Regions from separate parts of the Mus musculus genome. Here regions 1, 2 and 4 are each linked to region 3. The links are chromatin contacts, called in public Hi-C and HiChIP or PLAC-seq maps. All regions are on one chromosome and are shown on one strand. Each heading gives the region's core, a stretch centred on a gene start, on an enhancer-like site or on the middle of the called end of the contact. The rest is flanking DNA. Distances are from core to core; before and after follow the strand shown.

What was found. Hi-C and Micro-C count contacts between places; a contact is called where the count stands out from the background. HiChIP or PLAC-seq counts read pairs in DNA pulled down with a chosen protein or histone mark.
Region 1: a Hi-C map of bone marrow-derived macrophages shows a contact between it and region 3, with 42 read pairs. The contact joins two enhancer-like sites. A contact is called at or near these places in 1 of 15 datasets of contacts at CTCF or cohesin (CD8 T cells), 19 of 484 Hi-C or Micro-C datasets (CD4 T cells, CD8 T cells, the CH12 cell line and 12 more), 12 of 115 datasets of contacts at active chromatin or transcription factors (astrocytes, bone marrow-derived macrophages, cardiomyocytes and 8 more) and 6 of 9 other capture datasets (adipose tissue, bone marrow-derived macrophages, embryonic stem cells and 3 more).
Region 2: a contact with region 3 is called in an H3K4me3 HiChIP or PLAC-seq map of bone marrow-derived macrophages, with 6 times the contacts expected there. The contact joins two enhancer-like sites. A contact is called at or near these places in 1 of 115 datasets of contacts at active chromatin or transcription factors (bone marrow-derived macrophages) and 1 of 9 other capture datasets (pancreatic islet).
Region 4: a contact with region 3 is called in a Hi-C map of bone marrow-derived macrophages, with 30 read pairs. The contact joins two enhancer-like sites. A contact is called at or near these places in 4 of 484 Hi-C or Micro-C datasets (bone marrow-derived macrophages, cerebral cortex and liver), 1 of 115 datasets of contacts at active chromatin or transcription factors (pancreatic cancer cells) and 2 of 9 other capture datasets (adipose tissue and liver).

Annotation. Positions count from the first base shown.
Region 1 is chr10:94,415,186-94,417,885 of GRCm38.p6, reverse strand. It overlaps Gm32827 (a long non-coding RNA gene), which reads left to right. Exons shown (of 4, transcript XR_871962.3): 4 at 1-2,700. It also overlaps a transcript of Tmcc3 not described here. Among named protein-coding and RNA genes, the nearest start is that of Gm32827, 9.9 kb to the left of the region's middle. Within about 2 kb of position 1,320, at least 83 of the 459 cell types and tissues checked have an H3K27ac peak or open chromatin away from gene starts, as enhancers often do. A contact at or near this core is called in adipose tissue, bone marrow-derived macrophages, cortical glia and 4 more, where this site is marked.
Region 2 is chr10:94,343,449-94,346,148 of GRCm38.p6, reverse strand. It overlaps a transcript of Tmcc3 not described here. Among named protein-coding and RNA genes, the nearest start is that of Gm4792, 46 kb to the right of the region's middle. Within about 2 kb of position 1,333, at least 12 of the 459 cell types and tissues checked have an H3K27ac peak or open chromatin away from gene starts, as enhancers often do. A contact at or near this core is called in bone marrow-derived macrophages, where this site is marked.
Region 3 is chr10:94,543,665-94,546,364 of GRCm38.p6, reverse strand. All of the region lies in intron 1 of Tmcc3 (transmembrane and coiled coil domains 3), which reads right to left. Among named protein-coding and RNA genes, the nearest start is that of Gm40743, 30 kb to the right of the region's middle. Within about 2 kb of position 1,339, at least 300 of the 459 cell types and tissues checked have an H3K27ac peak or open chromatin away from gene starts, as enhancers often do. A contact at or near this core is called in adipose tissue, bone marrow-derived macrophages, cortical glia and 5 more, where this site is marked.
Region 4 is chr10:94,379,783-94,382,482 of GRCm38.p6, reverse strand. It overlaps a transcript of Tmcc3 not described here. Among named protein-coding and RNA genes, the nearest start is that of Gm32827, 45 kb to the left of the region's middle. Within about 2 kb of position 1,277, at least 66 of the 459 cell types and tissues checked have an H3K27ac peak or open chromatin away from gene starts, as enhancers often do. A contact at or near this core is called in bone marrow-derived macrophages and pancreatic cancer cells, where this site is marked.

The DNA.
Region 1 (2,700 bases), core at 71-2,570, 130 kb after region 3:
TAGTTTGCTGGCTCGACTTGTGACAGATGAGTCAGGATGTGGCTTTTGCGGGACAGACAGCCAACTTCCATATTCTCATTCCTTTCTAAACAATGGAGCCCTGCCTACCAAGGCATCCCTCTCTAATTTGCACACATTGTTTTTTGGGTTTTATTTTATTTTATTTTATTATTTTTTTGTAGCCCTGTAGCCTAGCCTGGTTTCCACAGAAGATCCCTCAAACAAAAATCCACACAGAACATCAGTGCAATCTGGGAGAACACCTAAACCCAAACCAATGGAAAATGGACCCCAGAGAGACAAGCTGATCTCTGGGAAGAATTTTAAAGGGATGGAGAGGAAGAAGAGAGGAAAGGAGGAAAGACAGCCACCAAGACCCCCTCTAAATACTGGACACTTGGGCTTCCATCTAACCAAGGTATACCCTGTCCCTAGAGCCCCCTGCCTAGAAAGCCATCTCTCTCTGTGCCTGTTAAGGTTCTTGCTGGTCCTTCATGGCTGTTCCAACAGGGCCTTCCAGAGGGGTCTTCTCCAGTCACCAACTTTCCTGACTGCTGTGTGTCTGGCTCCCTGTAGCTTTCTCCAGAGTACTTCCCAACATCTGCAATGGCCTTGAGTATTGACGTTAGGAACAGCTTTAGCTACCCAGTGAGCGAAAGCCTGGCTTGGACCATGTGATACTCTGTCTCGACAAACAACAGCAACAAACTATAAAAAGATGTTAAGATGGTTTTAAAGAAGCAGAGGGAAGGGAATGGAATGCTGTGTGTCTGCCATTCATTTCTCAAACCCATGCTTTCTGTAAATATATTAATATACTTCAGAGCAAATCTCAGATCTCCTCTCCCCCTTTTATGTGCCCAGGAGCTTCGCCTGCATGTCTTGTCTGTGCACCACATGTGTGCCCGGGACCCACAGAAGCCAGAAGAGGGGGTTGCAAGCCCCGGGATGGAGTTACAGACTTGTGTGAGCTACCGTGTGCATGCCGAGCATCCTCTGAAAGAACAGCCAATGGAAATACACAGAACACAGACACAGACCATGGACGGGGACAGACTGTTGCCATTCCCCGGGCTGACGGCTGTATGCCACTTTCTTGTTGCTGACCCGAGGGAGTAGGAGGGCTTTCCAGTTAGCCTCTTGAAAACACACAGAGAGCGAGCAAAGCCTTCCATCCCTGTGGGAAGGCTTGGAAACCAAGCAACTGTGAGGAAACACAGACTCCAGCCAGTAACAAGCCAGGTCCTGAGAACACCTCTGGCTGACACGGGGTTACTCCGCCCCTCACTCGTCTGGTTACATAATTTCCTTGTTCCATTCTTTTGAGACCCTTGACAAAGCCTTGCTTTCTGTTTGGCCCCTGCTTCTTCCTTGGCCTCACATTAACAGAGGAGGAGCACTCACTACTTAGGACTAGCGAGAAGTCACATTTGGTAAAGCGGTGGCTAGCTGGGGAGTCTCTGGGGAAGCAGGGAGGGGGAAGGGGGGTGTTGGGCACCCTGAGCCCAGCTAGTGATAAATGTACACGTGCAACCGGTACTTGCTGGAGCACAGCGCCCAAGAGGCAGCAAGAAATAAACTAACATGTTAATGAATTGGAACTAAGGGAGCTGGAAGCTTCCCGAAGGCTGGCATCTTGACCACTCAGGCAGTGTCCCGTGAACAACCTTGGACTGAAGCAAAATGCAGCATGAGAACAAGCCCTGAGATCCGTTACCGTAACAACCCGTTCTCCTCTCTTCACATCCGTCCTTTGTTGAGTTCCTTTCCCCAGCTGCAGTCCATGGCCGACAGCAACTTGATACAGCCATGTCTCTACACGCAGCAGACTTCACCCCACACTGCTCGTCTCCCTGAGCTCTCTCTGCCTCTAGGCATCAGAAGGCCCTCTTGCCTTCATCTGCAAGGCTGCTGGAGTGTACTCCCCTGCTTGACTGACTCCTACCTCTGGTACACATGTAACTATGACTTATGCCCAGAAGCCTGCCGTCTGTCTCAGGGCTCGTCGGGTTTCTTTTTCTTAGGATCTGTCTGTCGTCCATCCCACTGAAAGCTGGTTCCTTTTTTTTTTTTCTTTTTCTTTTCTTTTCTTTTTCTTAATTTTTTTTTTTTTTTTGGCCTAATGAATTTGGTGTTCCTTGAGCCTCAGTTTCTGCACCTGTAAAGGGGGAGAGTAGTAACACCCATCCATCCATTACTGCATGCCGCATGAAGTGGCTGTGCCACTTAATCTCATCAGTTTGGTTGGATTGAGCAGTGCCTACATTAATATGGTATATCTCTACGGGGGTGTTTCCAGCGAGCATTGATTAAGGCAGGGAGAGACATTCTGCGTGTACGTGACATCATCCCATAGGCAGGGATCTGTACCGAATACGGTACAGGAAGGTCAAGCCTACTAGCTCAGGCTTTCTCTTCCTTTCTGGTTCCCCTCTGCTGGGATGACTAACACTGTCCCAGCCACGATGCACTGAGGCCTCAGGAACCATAAGGCAAGATAAACCTTTCCTCCTTTAAGGTGATGTGCTCAGACATGTGTGTGTGTGTATGTGTGTGTGTGTGTACATGTACATTGATTGAACTTGTGTGTGTGCATGTGTACATACAGGTTCAGGTATGTGCATGTCCACATGGAGGCCACAGACAGACACTGAGTATCTTTCCTTTATTGTTATCCATACATCTTATCTATCTATCTAT
Region 2 (2,700 bases), core at 84-2,583, 200 kb after region 3:
CATTCAAATGTTGGATGTGGGGGTGTCCTATGGATTTTGCAATGTTTCTACCCTCCTGGACAGCTCACTTCCCTGTCACAGTCAACAGGCTGTGCCTGGTGTATACTCCGATCAACAGCTCTCCTCATGAATAAACCCACAAGTGGCCTGAGGCCCTGATAATTCTGTGAGCATTATCTACATTTGCTACCCTTTACTGTCGTGTAATGGAATTATCACTAAAAAGCCAAATGTTTTCTTCCTACTATCGGCTATGTTCTTTTATTGTTTTTCTTTTTGAGCTACATAGGCTTATTTAGGTATTCAGATGTTACTCATAATGTTTACCATTTGATGACTTTATACACATATTTAATATATGTGACCACATATCTCCCTGACTTTCATTTTCTATTTTGCAATCTTTGCCTGGACTTTTCCATTTCCTCTTCTGTTGTAGGAACCACCTCACCAACTCCATGGTACTCTCCTCACTCTGCTACATAGCCCTGGCTGATCTGTTGTGTTGAACTTGGGCCTTGCTTGCTTGCTTGTTTTTCTTTCTTTTGACCAGAAACCACTTTGTGTCGTCAAATGGTGTCCTACTAAAAAAGTAAGAAAACTCTTTTTTTTTGTTTTGTTTTGTGTTTTTTGTTTCGAGACAGGGTTTCTCTGTGTAGCCCTGGCTGTCCTGGAACTCACTCTGCAGCCCAGGCTGACCTTGAACTCAGAAATTCACCTGCCTCTGCCTCTGCCTCCCAAGTGCTGGGATTAAAGGCGTGCGCCACCTCCTGCGGTTTCTGAACATTTCGGCATGTGTCTGCTACCTGTTTTCCACAGTGATGCTGCAGAGAAAGCGATCAGAGAACCTCACTAGTGCCCCGACAGCAAACGCACAGGGGTCTGGGTGGTCAGTTAGGGGGTCTCTGCTGGCCTTGGCTGGGGTTACTCACACCCTCACGTGACCACCAGTCTGGTGTCAGCTGATTGACTGTTGGATTTAGAGATCTTGGCCAGGAAATCCTGGGTCATGGCAGCTTTCCTTTGAGACTGTTTTCTCACGGCAATGGCGGGCAGGCAAAAGGACAGACAGAAGCATGCAGTGCCTGCTGAAGCCTCAACATGGAATGGCCAAACATCCTTTTTGACCGAATATTAAGCCACAATGGGTGAGGCTTGAAGGGTGAAGCCAGAAACCGGAGAGAAGTGGTACTGGTATCTATCTCTTCATCTTCAACCAGTCCTGTCTGCCTCCAGGACCAGGCATCCTTCTCCCCGCCCCCCCTGCCCCGCCCCGCCCCGCCCCGCCACCTCCAAGCACTTCCCATCCTGAGAGGCAGTGCTGCCCTTCTAAGCCCAATACGGAAGTGGCTGGACGTTCAAGTCAGAGTAGGGACCAAGAACTTCTCAGCAAGCTGCCAAGAATCTCCCAGGTGGAAACACCACAGCAGACCACAGAGGCCTGTGTGCGCATACCGTGGACGTCATCAGCAGGGAGTGACCACTGGGGAACATACTCCAGATATCTCTGCACTTAGTGGGTAAGAAACAGAAAAATAAAGGGCCGGACTGCGCAGAGTAGCAGTCACTGCGCATAGTAGCAGTCACCAGCAGCACAGCCCCCCAACCCCCGGAACTTTCATGTTTGTGCATTGGTCAAGTTAACTTGCAGGTGGGCTGTCTGAAAATCAGAAGGAAAGATAGCAGCAGAAAAACTTGAAACTCTGCCCTGGGAGAGGGGCGTTCCACCACGAAAGACGATCAAAGGCTGACAGAGAACTGTTATTCTGTCAAAACACCCCCACGAAGGGGAAACAACTATGTATATTTCTTAGGGCAGGGCAGCCTCACCTGTGATTGAAAAATGATTCAGGTCGATTTCAAGCAATTGAGTAAATTTTCTCGTGCTAGACGTTAGAGTGATTTCACTCGTTTTAGCTCTTTAAAAAAGATTTTCAGTTTAATTCCGCATGGATTGATTCATGCGTGTGCACCAGATTCATAAGCTACAAAATAATATGAAGTAAAAATCAATGTCCCAGCACCCCCCTCAGTCCCTCAGCCAGACTCCTCAGTGACACTCACCATTGACAGATAACCTATAGTTACACAGGGCACAAGCGCATCCTATACGTACACGGGACACAATATGCATGTATGGGTGTGTGTGCATACACAAACTTGCTAGTCTTTTGTTTGTTTGTTTTTTAGTTTTTCGAGACAGGGTTTCCCTGTATAGCCCTGGCTATCCTGGAACTCAGAAATCCGCCTGCCGCTGCCTCCCAAGTGCTGGGATTAAAGGCATGTGACACCACGCCCAGCCTTGCTAGTCTTTTAAAGCTAGTAAATACTACTATGCTAAAAAAATTTTTTCTTCACACCTCCCCAGATTCACACATTTTTATAGTGCTGGCTGGCATCAACACCAAAGCTTCACAGGCTCTTGGCAAGCACTTAGCCACCAAACCAGCAAACCTCTCCTGTTTCCTGCCTCTGGAGAGGCTATGCCGGCAGCTGCCGGGAATTTTTAAAAGGCTAAGTCATACTGTTTGTGGATAATCTATTATTCGATCAGTTCCTATAGGTGAGTGTCCAGTTAGCTCTTGGTATGTTGCTATTTCAGGTAAGCTATAAGCATATCTGCAGGATAAATTCCCGAAAGCAGAATCGGTCAGACGGGATAACTGCATCTGTACCATTAACATCGTCAGCCCAAAGCAC
Region 3 (2,700 bases), core at 90-2,589:
AACCCAACTGGCCTCTCATCACTTCGGCCCCTTCTGGTTCCTTAGAGATGTGGGGGGCAGGCAGGGAAGACAGCTATGTTTGAGCCGAGAAGGGAGCTGGGAAAGTGGGGCCCTGTTTTTGAGCCTGGCCACCATTGCCTAATCCTGATCAATGGGAATCTATACCCGACAGCTTCCCTTCTCCCTCCAGTTTTGATTCCAACTAGTTTGCCATCAGTGAGCCAGGTAAGCGGTATTTCCAGAACAACTACTCATGAGATCACCTGGGGCCTCTAACCCTCCTTGCCCCACCCGAGACAGTGAATCAGAATTTCTAGGAGGTTCCGTGTCCTGGGCTGGAGCCCAGGCTGTAATATTATACACAGGGAAGTCTGAGAAGCATCTGTTCAGGTCGAGCTCATTGTGAAGAACGGAACCAGGGCTGACTGAGTGACATAATTTCCCCAAGGTCTGATTAACTATGGCTCGGGGGCCCAGAACGTGGTGAGCTCATTCTTTGCTCACAGACCAATACTGCCTGCTATGTTTAATCATCAGAGTCCAAGTATCTGCGAAGTTTCTGATTCACCGTGAGGCAGCTGTGGGTACGTGACTAACAAAGTCTGAGTTCCGGATGCAGGTCAGAACGTGCCACCCACCGGCTTAGAGGATGACAGACAGGGTGACCTGTCTGATTTGACCGGCCCCTCGGTTTCTTTCACTTTCAGTATCAGAATGAGGGGAAAGGCCTGACTGATTACCCTTGAGAAAGAAAGCAACAAGAAGGCAGGAGCGCAGGCTGATTCAACCACCTCACCGTTGTTTCCTCAGCTCCTGTTAGCACTTTGAGCCAAACAGCTCTGGTCCTGGCAACTGCCAGCCTCTTGTGGTCGTGGTCGGGAGAGAAAGGATGGCAAGCCCTGCTACAGACGCTCCGCTTGTAGACCAGAATCAGCTTTTCTAACTGAGAAACAAGGAGGAGAAGCACTCTGCTCCGCCCCACCCTCCCAGGACCCAGCTTGGAAAGCTCAGAGCAAGCTTTGACTCAGGGAAAGCTCGAGCTGGTTATAATTGCCTCTAATTGGCCCTCCCACACCATCGCACAGTTTACAGCTGTAATGAGTTCCAAAAAGGGATGCCATATATTCTCCTCCTACCTTAAAAACCAGAATCCTTTCCTGCCTAGGTTCTTCACATAACTGCTTGGATTTTTCCTAATACATCAAAAGATATTAAAAGCAAGATCAGTGAATGAATGAAAAGCAAACATGTAAATGTGTTTTCAAAGAGAGAGCCCTGAACCCTGTGACCTCAGGGGCAACGCTGTGGGCCTCATATTGCTAACGGAGACCAAGGACAGCGAACGAGAAACCGATTGCATTCCAGGGCACACGGCCCTCAGAACACATGCATCTCTTCGGACATCTCCCATGTTCTGATTTTTATCTTTCTTGGCATGCTCGGGCTCTCTTTTAATAAAGTCACAACCTCTGTTGCCATGGAACCCAATCAGACATGAAGCCTGTTACTAGGACTTCCCTGCAGGGCAAGAAAAAAAAAACAAAAAAAACAAAAAACAAACAAAAAAAAAACCCAAAAGACTCCAGTGACAAAAAGACCAACATTTTCTTAAAAATCAAAAACCAAAAAAACCCAAAAATCAAAAATCAAAGCAATGAGCCTTTGGAAAGCGTCTGACACCTTTGTGTCGACTAACACTTAAGTTTCACATAGGATAGTTTGAACTCTTAAGCCAAAGCGTGTCAACATTTTATTCACACAAAAAAAAATTAAGCTGGGACTTTACAAAGATATTTGTTTCCAAATAAATACCTGGCAAAGAGGATAAAACTACAGGATTCTCCCATTTTCCCCGCTTTTAGGTGAGCTTGCTCAAGACTGAATAGCTGTTTGGCAAACACGTGTCAGTCAGCAGCTACCAAATTGCAGTATCCATTTCTACCAGCACTAAGGTTTTTTTTTGCCAAGAGCTCGTTATTTCTCTGCAAAGAGAAGATATCTAAACAACACAATGAATCCTCTGCTCTGCCATTATCTGGGAAAAAAAATATATCTGATGCTAACAACAAAGCTATATATGGAAAGGGAGTTAACGTCAGCTGAGTGTCTGTCCTGAGCCCGGCACTTCGCATCTCACCGTGTGACTGACGGAGTTACTACCACCAAGGTTCCGACAGCCTTGAGTAGCTTGATCAAGCTGCCACGCGACAACTGTGCCTGACTCCCAAAGCTAGAGTTATTCATTCATTCTGCCTAGCTTTTATTCTGGCTCTGGGTGCCAAGCATTTGTTCAGCCACTTGTTCTTGATGAGGGAATTCACAGCTTTGGGCAGCCTGTCTCAGAAGAGGGCATGGATTCTATTTTGGCTTCCAGCTGGCTACAGTGGTAAGATGTTCATATTCTACTATCATACTCACGAAGCAGCAGCTACCCCATGGGAGAACCATGAGTGAATGTCCTGTCCGTTTGCCTAGGATGACACAGGATGTGCATCTGTACTGGACTGTTAATTAAGTTAAGGATATTTTACCTAGTAGCGTGTATAGGGACAACTTTCATGGAAAGAAAAATTTTCTCAGCACAAAATTGCCATGAGATACTACTCAGCAGACAGAAAGAGACAGGGAGCGGTGGGGAGGAGATGGGACACCTACAACCTACGTACACTGGCAGGGATGCTCATGACCAACCACTGGAAA
Region 4 (2,700 bases), core at 28-2,527, 160 kb after region 3:
AAACTGTAAGGTGACTCTGCCGACTTCTTTCTACTCCTTAACTCAGGCACCCCACCCTTCCTTGTATGGCCTCCTGACATAGTATAGTATCCTGAAGAAAGAGTCAGGCCAAAGCCTTCAGTCCTCTTTCCCATCACCCACATATCTGAGCTGCCCCAGAAAAACCTGGGGGGGGGTAATATTAAACCACAGACAAGACAGACAACTGCTGCACCCCATCTACTTAGTTCTGGGGTTTTAAAGACTTTTTAAAAATTATGTATGTGTCTGGAGCTATGTGTATCTGAGTACCTGCAGAGGCCAGACCAGGCTAAACTCCCCTAGTCATTTTGTTTTTACAGTTGCAAATAACAGAAAATGTAGCTAACAGTCAATGGCAGGCATAGGATTCTGTAACTGGGAATCTCTCTTCTTTGCAAGACATGAAATCTCAGATGGACTGTTTCGGAGATGCTGAGGGTCTGGGGGGTGGGGGTGGGGTGGTCAGTGATGGTAAGATGTGGGTGGGCCAGCATCACCAATTCTTTTTGTCCCACGCCTCACCATTATGAAATGGCCTCACCATTATGGAATGCTCTCACCATTATGGAATGGCGGCAGCAGCCCCAAGCACTGCATGTGAGCCTCGCTGCACTCAAAGCAGGAAGCAGCATAGACTGAGAGCCCTCCTCTGTTAAAGGATGAGAATCTCCCAGCATCCCTCAGCAGACTTCCCCTTCCATTTTAGGACCATTCAGGCACTCATGTCTGTCCCCAGGACTAGAGCAAGGTTTATATTTAAGAGATGCCTGCCTGGCTTCATTAGCAAGGACAGAAAGTATTGGACTTGGTAAAATAATCGCCTGCCTTGGAAGTAGCATCTCCAGAGACAGTAAGAGATGGGACCTTGGGGAAGTGACAACCCACCAAAGCTGTGTTGTACCTGGAGACCACTCACTGCACACAGTAGGTCTTCCTGCTGGGACACAGGGACGCCATCTACAACACTTCTCCTTTCTCTTTTGCTCTATACACACGTGTGTACTTGTTCCCTATGCTAAGCATACTGAGGCTGACTTCAACTGAGGCGGTATCCACATATGACCAGGGACTGCTCAGCTCTGCTCCCTCACAGCCACCAGTGAGGTCAAAGACACTCAGAAAGCCAGACACAAACCAGCCTCATAGAAAACAGACAGTCCCTGAGCAACTGTGCCTAGGGCCTGAAGAGTCCTGCAGGGTCAGTGGGGGGAGCGTCATGGTGACTACACCACAGGAATGTGCAGGCTACTGAAGAAGGTGGAGCCTGACAAAAAGGAAGTTGCCTTAGGAAAGACTGGAAGGGCCGAGCCTCTGCCTCTACCACTGCAGGGCAGGCAGAAGGCAGCATTTCAGGGAACTGACCCCAGACAATGGCAATGAGCCCCAGCCTGGGATGTGAGAATCTGTAGACAGACTCTGTCAACCTGGATGTCTCTGTTTTTCCTAACTGTGAAATGCAAGTGACACTGGGACGTTCCTCACAGCATTTGAGAAACAAGACAGACCGTATACTGAGGTATTAGGAAAATGTTTGCTCAATGAACGCCCGGCACGCTTGCCAGAGCAGTGTCAATTCTAGCAGCAGGCAGAGAACCAGGCAGCCACTTGTCACAACCAGCGTATTAAAGAGTTAAAGCTGCCAAGCAGAAAATCACCTCCCTGGCACTTCACTTCAAAGCTGGAGAGTCTGGCTACCTTCCTCGGCACAGTCAGCAATGAATCACCTCCAAAGCACACATGCATAATAAGGATAAAGTTTGATACATTGTTTTGGCTTATTTTCTGTATATTTTCCTTGTTAAACCTTCCAAAGAATCCAAAGGATGTCTATAATATGTATCCATCTTTCTTTAAGGTCAAAAGGAAAAAAAAATCCTTGCCCTGAGATCAGAGAGAGAGAGAGAGAGAATAAAGTCCACCCTTGGGCCATACTTCTTCCCAGCCTCCAGCCCTTCCCACTGCCCAAGAATTCTAAATTAACCTAAGCTTTCTTTTTCTTTACACTTTTCCCCACACATGTCTGTATCTCTAAAGAAGAAATCACTTAGGTTGGCTTTACTAACTTCTGTGTAAATGTGGGGCAGGACTGATACACTGTTCTTGCAGAGGACCTGAGTTTGGTTCCTAGTACTTGGGCTCATAACTGCCTGTAAATTCCAGTTCCAGGGGATCATATGCCCTCTACTGGCCACCACAGGCACCTGCACACACTTGCAGGAACTCACACATACATACGCACAAACACATATGCATACAAATAGTTAAAAATAAAATGACTACTTATGGGACTAGCCAGATGGCTCAGCAGTTAAGAGTGCTTGCTGCTGGGGGACTTTTGGGATAGCGTTGGAAATGTAATTGAGGAAAATATGTAATAGAAAAAAAAAAAAAAGAGTGCTTGCTGCTCTTCCAGAGGACCCAGGTTCAGTTCCCAACAAATACCTATATCAGATGGCTCGCTATTTGCCTGCACCTCCAGCTGCAGGGGGTCTGACGCTCTTTTTGGGCGCACCTGAACTCACGCGCACTCGCACAGACACACACATACACACACACCGATTTAAAAATAACAAAAATTTCAACTCTGTGTAAGTGAAGTATACAGTAGGCATTTCCCTGCAACTTGCTTTCCCATCTGATGGAGTTTTCAAACATCTTTGTCGCTGGCTGCCAGGTGGG